Regions from separate parts of the Anser cygnoides genome. Here region 1 is linked to region 2. Evidence: chromatin contacts called from public Hi-C data. All regions are on one chromosome and are shown on one strand. Each heading gives the region's core, a stretch centred on a gene start, on an enhancer-like site or on the middle of the called end of the contact. The rest is flanking DNA. Distances are from core to core; before and after follow the strand shown.

Region 1 (4,439 bases), core at 564-3,063, 160 kb before region 2:
ATTTGTCAGCCTTTCAAAACACTTGTCTTTCATTTCCAGTGCCCAGTATATTTAATCATCTGCTAACAACTGAGCTGCTGAAGTAAAATCAGTTCTCCATAGAAACGGTAGCAAGAGCAAGAGAAACTGGATTTTCTCAAGTTTCTGATTGGTTTCATGCAGACAATAAATTTGCCTATGCCAATTCCTTGATAACATTTGGAATATATTACTATACTTACCTGGAAAAGTCCTTGCATCTGCATTTATAGATGAATTACAGTTTTCTTTCAGAAGTTTATATATATTTGCAGCAGTCACAGCTGGAAAAAAAAAGTTTTTCTTAAATTTGCTGACTTTCGGAAGTTAAGTCTTGCTTATTACAAATGCAGTTTAAAGTTCAGTTTAACGTTAAAAGTTTAGTTTTAAAAAAGGTGTCAAGTACAGATTTACAGGAGTTTAAAAAGACTAATTTTATAAAGTTCTAGTTAAACTACTGGGTATATAGATTTACAGGCTGGAGAAACGGGCTGACAAGAACCTCATGAGGTTCAGCAAGAAGTGCGAAGTCCTACACCCAGGGAGGAACAACCCCGGACACCTGTACATGCTGGGGGCAGAAAAGGTCCTGAGGGTCTTGGTGGACACTGTGTTGACCATGAGCCAGCAGCGTGCCTTTGCAGCTAAGAACGCTAATGGTATTCTTGGTTGCGCTAGGCAAGTATCATCAGCAAGTCAAGAGAGGTGATCAGCATTGGTGAGGTTGCACCAGGACTGCTGTGACCAGATCAGTGCTCCCCAGTACAACAGAGACCTGGACATGCTGGGAAAAATCCAGCGGAGGAGCACAAAGATGATCAGGGGACTAGAGCACCTCTTCTACAAGGAAAGGCTGAGACAGCTGGGACCATTCAACCTAGAGAAGAAAAGGCTATGGGAAGATCTTATCACCATATATCAGTAGCTGAAGGCAGGGTGCAAAGAGGACAGACTCAGGCTCTTTTCAGTGGTGCCCAGTGCCAGGACAAGAGGCATTGGGCATGAACTGGAACACCGGAGGTTCCTCTGAACATCAGGAAGCACTTCTGTGCTGTGCAGGTGACCAAGCACTGACACAGGTTGCTCAGAGAGGCAGTGGTGTCTCCACCTTAGTGATCTTCAAAAGCCACCTGGACGTGGACCTGGGCACCTTGCTCTGGGTGTCCCTGCTTGAGCTGGGGTGGGACCAGATGGACCCCAGAGGGCCCTGCCAGCCTCAACCCTCCTGTGATATCTCTGAAATCTTCTAGTTAGCTAACATCAGCGTTGTAACAAAACTCAAATAATCTAAGTTTCTGAAGGCTTAATTCATTAAAGTCTTCTGTTCTGAAAGATTTTTATCAAGGTAATAATCCTGAAAACCCACCTGCGCACAGACCCCAGACCAAAAAACATAAAGAAAAAGCCTTCGAGAACAACCCCAGAGACGTTTGAGGCAGGGGCATCGATTAACCGGGTGAAAGCACAAGAACTCAAGGATCACATCTCTAGGAGACACAGTCCACCTACGTGCCCTAGGAAAGCCACACCGCGGGTAATTCCCGGTCTCCAGCCCTCACGGCGGCGGCTCCCGCTTCGTGCCGTGCCCCGCGTCCCCCCCTCCTCGGCGGCAGCCCCTCTTCAGCATCGCCCCCCCGATGCAGCGATACCTGCTCCGGGCTCCCCACCGCCCTCAGCCCTGCGCTCTCCCCAGCTGAGGAGCAGCACGTAGCGGTCCATGGCCGGCCGAGGACGGGCAGGGAGAGGGAGACGGAGCCGCCACCACCATCAGGGCTCCGAGCAGCCCGCGCTACCCGCCCCTGCACCGCCCCTCGCAGGGCGACGTTTCCGCTTCCCGGGGCGGCCGCCGCCGATGGGCTCCGCTTCCCTTCCCCTTGAGCCGCAGCGGCCATGGCCAGTTACACCAAGGCTGCCCAGGTGAGCGCGGGGCTGGCCCTTTGGGCGAGGGGATACCGCGGTGGGCGCTGTCCTCCGTGTCACGGCGGGCTGCTGGCGGCCGCCATTTTGTGAGGGTGAGGGGGTGCCATGGCCGGGCACTGCTCTGCTGCCCCGCGGCCGGCCCCTCGTCGTGGTTGATGCTGGAGGGAACAGGCAGTGCCCGCTGTGGGACTGCTGGGGAAGGAAAGGGGGCTGAGAGGGAAAAGGCTGCCCGCTGAAGGCGGCTAGGGTTGTTAGTAGGCACAGAAGCGTATTTAGGTGTTTCTCAGGCAGCCCAGAGACGCTGTGGGTACCCTATCCCTGGAGGTGTTCAAGACCAGGCTGGATGGGGCTTTGGGCAGCCTGGGCTGGGGGGAGGTGTCCCTGCCCATGGCAGGGGAGTTGGAACTGGGTGGGCTTTAAGGTCCCTTCAGTCCCAAACCATTCGATGAACCACTTCAAGCAGCAAGTGCAGCACAGGAGGTCTTAAAGACTCAGGAACAGTCTGTCCCCGTATGATGAGCCGGTGGGGAAGAAGACCGGCATAGCTGAACAGGGAACTTTTGCTGTGTGTCTGGGAGAAAAAAAAAGAGTTTATGTCTGGTGGAAGAAGGGGCAGACAACTCAGGTAGGGTACAAGGCAGTTGCCAGCATATGCAGAGAATAAAAAATCAGGAAGTCCAAAGCCCAGCACGAGCTCAACCTGGCCACTATGGTCAAGGATAACAAAAAATGCTTTTATAAATATATTAATGGCAAGAGGAGGGCCAAGGAGAATCTCCATCCTTTACTGAACGCAGGGGGGAACGTGACTACTGAGGATAAGGAAAAGGCTGAGGTTCTCAATGCCTTCTTTGCATCTGTCTTTACTAGCCAGAGCACTTATCCTCGGGGTATTCAGCCTCCCAACCTGGAAGTCTGGGATGGAGAGCAGATCTCCCCCGCTGACTCCCCCCAGTTCACGTGGAAGCAGTTAGAGACCTGCTGCTCCACCTGGACTGTCACAGGTCCATAGGGCCAGATGGCATCCACCCGAGGGTGCTGAGGGAGCTGGCGGACGTGATTGCTGGGCCGCTTTCCATCATCTATCAGCGGTCATGGTCATCCAGAGAGGTTCTGTATGACTGGAGATGTGCTAATGTGACACCCATCTATAAGAAGGGTCGTAAGGAGAGCCCGGGGAACTACAGGCTTGTCAGCCTGACCTCGGTGCCAGGAAAGGTGATGGAACAGGTCATCTTGAGTGCAATCGTGTAATGTATGCGGGACAAATGGGGGATCAGGCTCAGTCAGCATGGATTCCTGAAAGGCAAGTCCCGCCTGACCAACCTCATCTCCTTCTATGACCGGGTGACCCGCCCAGTGGATGTGGGAAGGCTGTTGACGTAGTCTACCTAGACTTCAGCAAGGTCTTTGACACAGTCTCCCGTAGTATTCTCCTAGAGAAGCTGGCAGCCCATGGCTTGGACAGGTACACGCTTTGCTGGGTTAAAAACTGGCGGGATGGCTGGGCCCAGAGAGTGGTGGTGAACGGAGTGAAATCCAGCTGGCAACTGGTCACCAGTGGTGTTCCCCTGGGGTCGGTGTTGGGGCCCATCCTCTTTAATATTTTTATTGATGATTTGGATGAGGAGATTGAGCGCACCCTCAGTAAGTCTGCAGGTGACACCAAGCTGGGGGGAAGTGTTGACCGGCCGGAGGGTAGGAAGGCCCTGCAGAGGGACCTGGACAGGATGGGTCGTTGGGCAGAGGCCAGTGGGATGAGGTTCAGCATGGCTAAGTGCTGGGTCCTGCACTTTGGTTACAACAACCCCATGCAATGCTACAATTATAGGACTAGAGGTAATGGCCTCAAGTTGCACCAGGGGAGGTTCAGGTTGGAAATGAGGAGATATTTCTTCTCAGAAAGAGCAGTTGGGCATTGGAACGGGTTGCCCAGGGAAGTGGTAGTGTCACCATCCCTGGGGTTGCTTAAGGCAAGGCTGGATGTGGTGCTTAGGGACATGGTTTAGTGTGTGACATTGGTGGTAGGGGGATAGTTGGACCAGGTGGTCTTGGAGGTCTTTTACAACCCTGATGATTCTATGATTCTATGATACAATGTCTAGAACTGTTTTCTATTCCTTTAATGATTACTTGGTGGGGGGTGTTTTTGAATATTAGTATTTCTTATAGTGCTTGAAGTGTAAAAAACGCATCGATCAAATTAGAGCAGCTAGATTCGTTTATGGTAGTGCGTTCTTTTCCTGTATTAAGTACCACTTCTCTTTCTCTTTAGCAATGGGCTACTTTTGCCAGAGCTTGGTATCTCTTAGACGCGAAGATGCAACCACCAGGAAAAATCGCAGCTGCAACTGTAATCAGACTTGAAGGCAGGCATAAACCTATTTATCATGCACTAAGTGAGTATTGCAGTACACGGAAGCATTTTTTTTCTTTTGATTTCATTTTTAAAAAACAGGGCTTTTTACAAGGTTGCGTTTTTCAGTTTCTTGTAAACTATA
Region 2 (4,434 bases), core at 915-3,414:
TTTTGAATCCATCTCTTACAGCATGAATCTCTCAAGACAGAGAGAAATAACTACATCTAATAACAAAACCATGTGCCCAAAACTGAGGTATTGCTATGCCTGGTTCTTAGGACACATCCTCCAGATAGAATTCAAAAACCCAAGCCAAGTGCCCAGGCTTTCTACTACACAAACACAAGGAGTCAAACATCCAAGGACTGGATCCAGATGAGCCAGCATCAGCAGGCAGTTGCCTAGTGACAGGCAATAGGGCAAACAAAGAGAGCTAAGTCCTAAACAGCACCCCTTGTGCAACTTACATTGCATATCAAAGCTTCTCCCCACCTCAGGAATATAACCTGAAGTGTGTAAATGGTGACTCTTCAAAGGACAATACACAACTGATTCTTCAATTCGGTCACCACTATGTGTAAGTTTCTTTCCATATAATAACCCAGATATTAAAATAGCCACTCACAGTGGTGGCTCAGCTCCCCATTTGCTAGTTTTGATATAAACCCTCCTCCCAGATAAGGGTTATAAATATTAACTGACATGCAGTGCTGTATAGGAACACTCTCTCCTGCTCATTTCAGAGAACAGCTATCACGGGAAGAAGGTATGATTTATTGAGAGAAACATAACTGATGCTGGATAAAAGACAGCCTGGGCACAAACTGACTTCTGCAAAGACCAGCACCTCAGGGTTCACTCCAGGAGGAAAGGCACACAGAGGCAACCACGAGTCTGCAGCCACCTTGTGGCTGACACTATCAGGGAATCAGAAAAGCCATCCCATTCCCCCTGCTTTTTATATATTTCTCCACTGTTTGGTAAAACAGTTATCCGAGTGAATAACTTGGAGAGCAGAAACCCAACTCCAGGCTCCCCTTCCACACCAAAAGCCCGGCCAGTGAGGTGACCCCTGCTGCTCCACATGCACTTGCTGTTGTGGTGGCCTCGGCTCCTGTCCGGGGAAGGGGAAGGCTTACACACCGCAGGCTGCCCGCAGCATCCACACAAGCCAGGCAGCCCGTCACCTTCTCCTGGGGGATGAAGGGGTTTGAGACACCCCAAACCTGTTGTACAGCCACCCTGCTCCAGGCAAGACCTGCCAGAGGAGTGCTGTGTTTCTAGGTGCCAGTTAAACTCAGCCAAGGAGCAGGGCCCAGGCAGCTCAGCCAAGGAACAAATCTCAAGGACCAAGCAGCTCAGCCCCGAGGAAACCTGCCCAAAGCTGCAGCGCCTTCGCGCAGCTGGCTGGCCGTAAGGTCTTGCACTGCGGTGCTTAGAGCCACCCTGCCACACCACAGCCTCGGTGAGGCACCAGGGGGTTCATAACCCGTATAGTGGTGGTTTATTAGGGTGCAGAGTGACTCAAGTTTCTCGGGTCGACGTCCCACAAGGAGGAGTGGGACCAGCCCCAGGGCAGCAGAGTGCTCTTGGGGTGCACCCCACTTCTCACAGCCCCCTCAGCGGTGCCACCAAGCCCCCCATTTTAAGGCGACATTCCCCCTTTTCAGCTCAAAAAGGGGGGCAGCGGGGGGGTCTGTTGTCCCCACCGAGCTGGGGGGGACTCCAGGAGACCCGGGTGAAGTCCCCTCATCGCCCACCTCCCCACACGGCAGGGCCGGCCGCGGCAGCCCCGTTACCGGGGGGCACCGGGACAGGGGAACCGGGGGAAGAGACCGGCCTGGGGCCGCTGAGAGAGTGAAGGAGGGAGGACGTGCCCAGCCGGACCCTCAACTGAAAGTGCGTTTTCTTTAATAAATTCTAATTATCCTTAAAAGTACGGCTTTTGCAGTTTTTAAGGGGCTCCCCCTCAGGCTCGACGCTTCTGTCCCCTGCTCCCAGCAGCTTCGCCCGCTCCCTGCGGCTCCGCTCCGGTCCCCGCCGCCCTCCCCGGGGCTGGCCCCGCAGGTGGCTGCGGGACGCCCCCCCCTGTGCCCAGTGAAGCCGCCCCGGGCTCGGAGCCCCCCTGGGACTCGGAGCCTGCCCCTACCCGTCCCGCCCCAGCCCACCCGGGGCAGCACCGCGGAGCTCGCACCGACCTGGGCGGGCAGCGGCGGGCGGCCGGGGCTGGGGGTGCTGCTGCGCCGCGCCGCTCCCCTCCGGCTGCTCTTCCCCTCGCAGCGCCGCATCCGACGAGGAGGGAGGGCAGGGAGAGGAGGCGGGCAGTTATAGAGCTGAAGGTGGAAAGAAGGGGGGAAAAGAGGCGAGCACCGGGCCCGCCGGCCAGCCCCCGCCCCCGGGCCCCTGCGCTGCGGCGGGAGGGTGCGGCCAGGTGCGGGAGCGGCCGGGCTGGGCCTCGCCTCACAGCACCCCGCTTCTCCTGTCAGCGCCACGGTCCTCCCCTCAGCACCCCGGTTCTCTGGTGCACCCCGGTTCTCCTGCCAGAATCATGACTCTCTAGTGCACCCCACTTCTCCTGTCAGCACCACGGCTCTCTGGTGCACCCCCATTCTCCCCTCAGCACCCCAGTTCTCCTGTCAGCACTATGTTTCTACTGGTGCACCCCGGTTCTCCTGCCAGCATCCTGGTTTTCCTGATGTACCCCACTTCTCCTGTCAGCACCCCAGTTCTCCTGGTGCACCCCGCTTCTCTGGTGCACTCTGGTTCTCCTGGTGCACCCCGGTTCACCTACCAGCACCCCACTTCTCCTGTCAGCACCCTGCTTTTCTGGGGCACCCCAGTTCTCCTGTCAGCACCCTGCTTCTCTGCTGCACCCCTGTTCTCCTGCCAGCACCCCAGTTCACTTGCCAGCACCCTGGTTCTCCTGGTGCACCTCCCTTCTCCTGTCAGCACCCCGGTTCTCCTGTCAGCACCCCGGTTCTCCTGCCAGCACCCTGGTTCTCCTACTGCACCCTGCTTCTCCCGTCAGCACCCCAGTTCTCCTGTCAGCACCCCAGTTCTCCTGGTGCACCCCACTTCTCCTGGTCCTGCTCCCTCTTAACTCCCTCTCCTCCTCCCGGAGTTGCTCATTCACTTCGTTATCAATGATTTAAAAGGTGCCTGCCCCACAGTGTGGCTAGGAATGCTATTCCCCCAGTGCTGGTTATTGCGCTGATGGATGATTAATCGGGGAAATATTTATAATAAAGTGTTCCAGTGTTTGTCTGGCTTAGTATAAACCTTGATTAAAAGCGTTGTAGTACATGTGCGCATTTTTGCCATCTATGTAGACACAGCAATGGGGAAGTGGAACTGCAGAATCTGTATTCATACACAAATTTGATTCACCTCACAGTATACCCTACTGGATTTACAGTTAAGGCTACTACTCACGAAGTTTGTAAGTCCCTAGAATTTAAGAGGTGAGTGAAAATACTCATTTCAATGTGCCTGGTCATCTGTATAAAATTACAAATGAAATCACCGAAGGACTGCAGTTAAGAAACAAGAGGCAGAAGTGAAAAGAGAGACGTGCATCGCCTTGTTCACATAAGTAGGACTCCCTTTGAGGGAAGGGGAACACAGTAAGTCTCGGGGAGATGACTGTGTCTAAACTCCATAAAGCAGGACCTTCTGTGGCTGGGTAGGATTCCCAGTCTTGCAGGCTCTTGTCCAAAGTCACCATACACAGATATTTTTCTATGGAAACTACAGAAGTGTGTAAGCTTTAAAGACACTTTGAGTCCTGTTGTTTCGTATAGCAAATGCTAAAAAGCATTCCTAGATGTTGTTATTCTGTGGTACTCCCAGGTGTGTGCAACGGCTAACGCTTTGTACCAGCCAAGAAGAGAGTAGCTTGCAGGGTAATGATTCCTCTGAAGCCATAAAATGTTCAGCTCATTGATGCTAAGTGTGACACATGTTATACCTTTTCAGTCCCTAATTTATGTACTTAGCTAAATAATAGTTACCAGAAGACAAGGACGTAGATGGATAAGTCTGTTTGCAATACCCTTGAAGACTTAGTAAATGCAGAGAGATAAATCAGCCTAATCCATGACTGCTTGCTGGCTCGTTTATTTCAGGGCATGACAAGGAACAGCCTGCCAAAGGGAGAGTCTGGCTCCCTCTCTGTCTCTCTTTCTTTTTTTTTTTTTTTTTCCTTTCATGAATTTGTAGTGCAGTATGCAAAGTGCATGAGCACCATCCTGTGGCTCCATCTAGTCAGGGAGCCACACTGAAAAGTCCTGATGGATTCCACCGACCAGCGAGTAGATTCTGAAACACAATGCAGCCTTCACATAAATTAATAATCTAATTTTGAGTCACCAATTTGCATCAGGAGCTAAATTAATATTTTACGTTTATGCAAGGTATGTGCTTTCAAGGGTAACTCTGCTGATTTTTCTTGTATCAGTTTAATTTTCCTGATTCACAATATTATTTTTTACACCACTTGCCCACCTTGTAGAGTATATCCTGCTTGTTACCATTGAGCTTTACTCAGCTTGCTCTGGAAAGCACCACAGAACTCCTTGCACAATTACAAGGAAGAATTCATGT

Evidence for each region. Hi-C and Micro-C count contacts between places; a contact is called where the count stands out from the background.
Region 1: a contact with region 2 is called in a Hi-C map of granulosa cells, with 2.4 times the contacts expected there. The contact joins the promoter of MTBP here to the promoter of COL14A1 in region 2. A contact is called at or near these places in 2 of 7 Hi-C or Micro-C datasets (granulosa cells and liver).

Annotation. Positions count from the first base shown.
Region 1 is chr2:150,240,459-150,244,897 of Taihu_goose_T2T_genome, reverse strand. It overlaps MTBP (MDM2 binding protein), which reads right to left and starts at 1,813. Exons shown (of 22, transcript XM_048048879.2): 1 at 1,668-1,813; 2 at 222-302. The coding sequence starts at 1,737. MRPL13 (mitochondrial ribosomal protein L13) reads left to right here and starts at 1,795. Exons shown (of 7, transcript XM_048048899.2): 1 at 1,795-1,935; 2 at 4,214-4,337. The coding sequence starts at 1,909.
Region 2 is chr2:150,076,400-150,080,833 of Taihu_goose_T2T_genome, reverse strand. COL14A1 (collagen type XIV alpha 1 chain) reads right to left here and starts at 2,164. Exons shown (of 49, transcript XR_010828773.1): 1 at 2,031-2,164.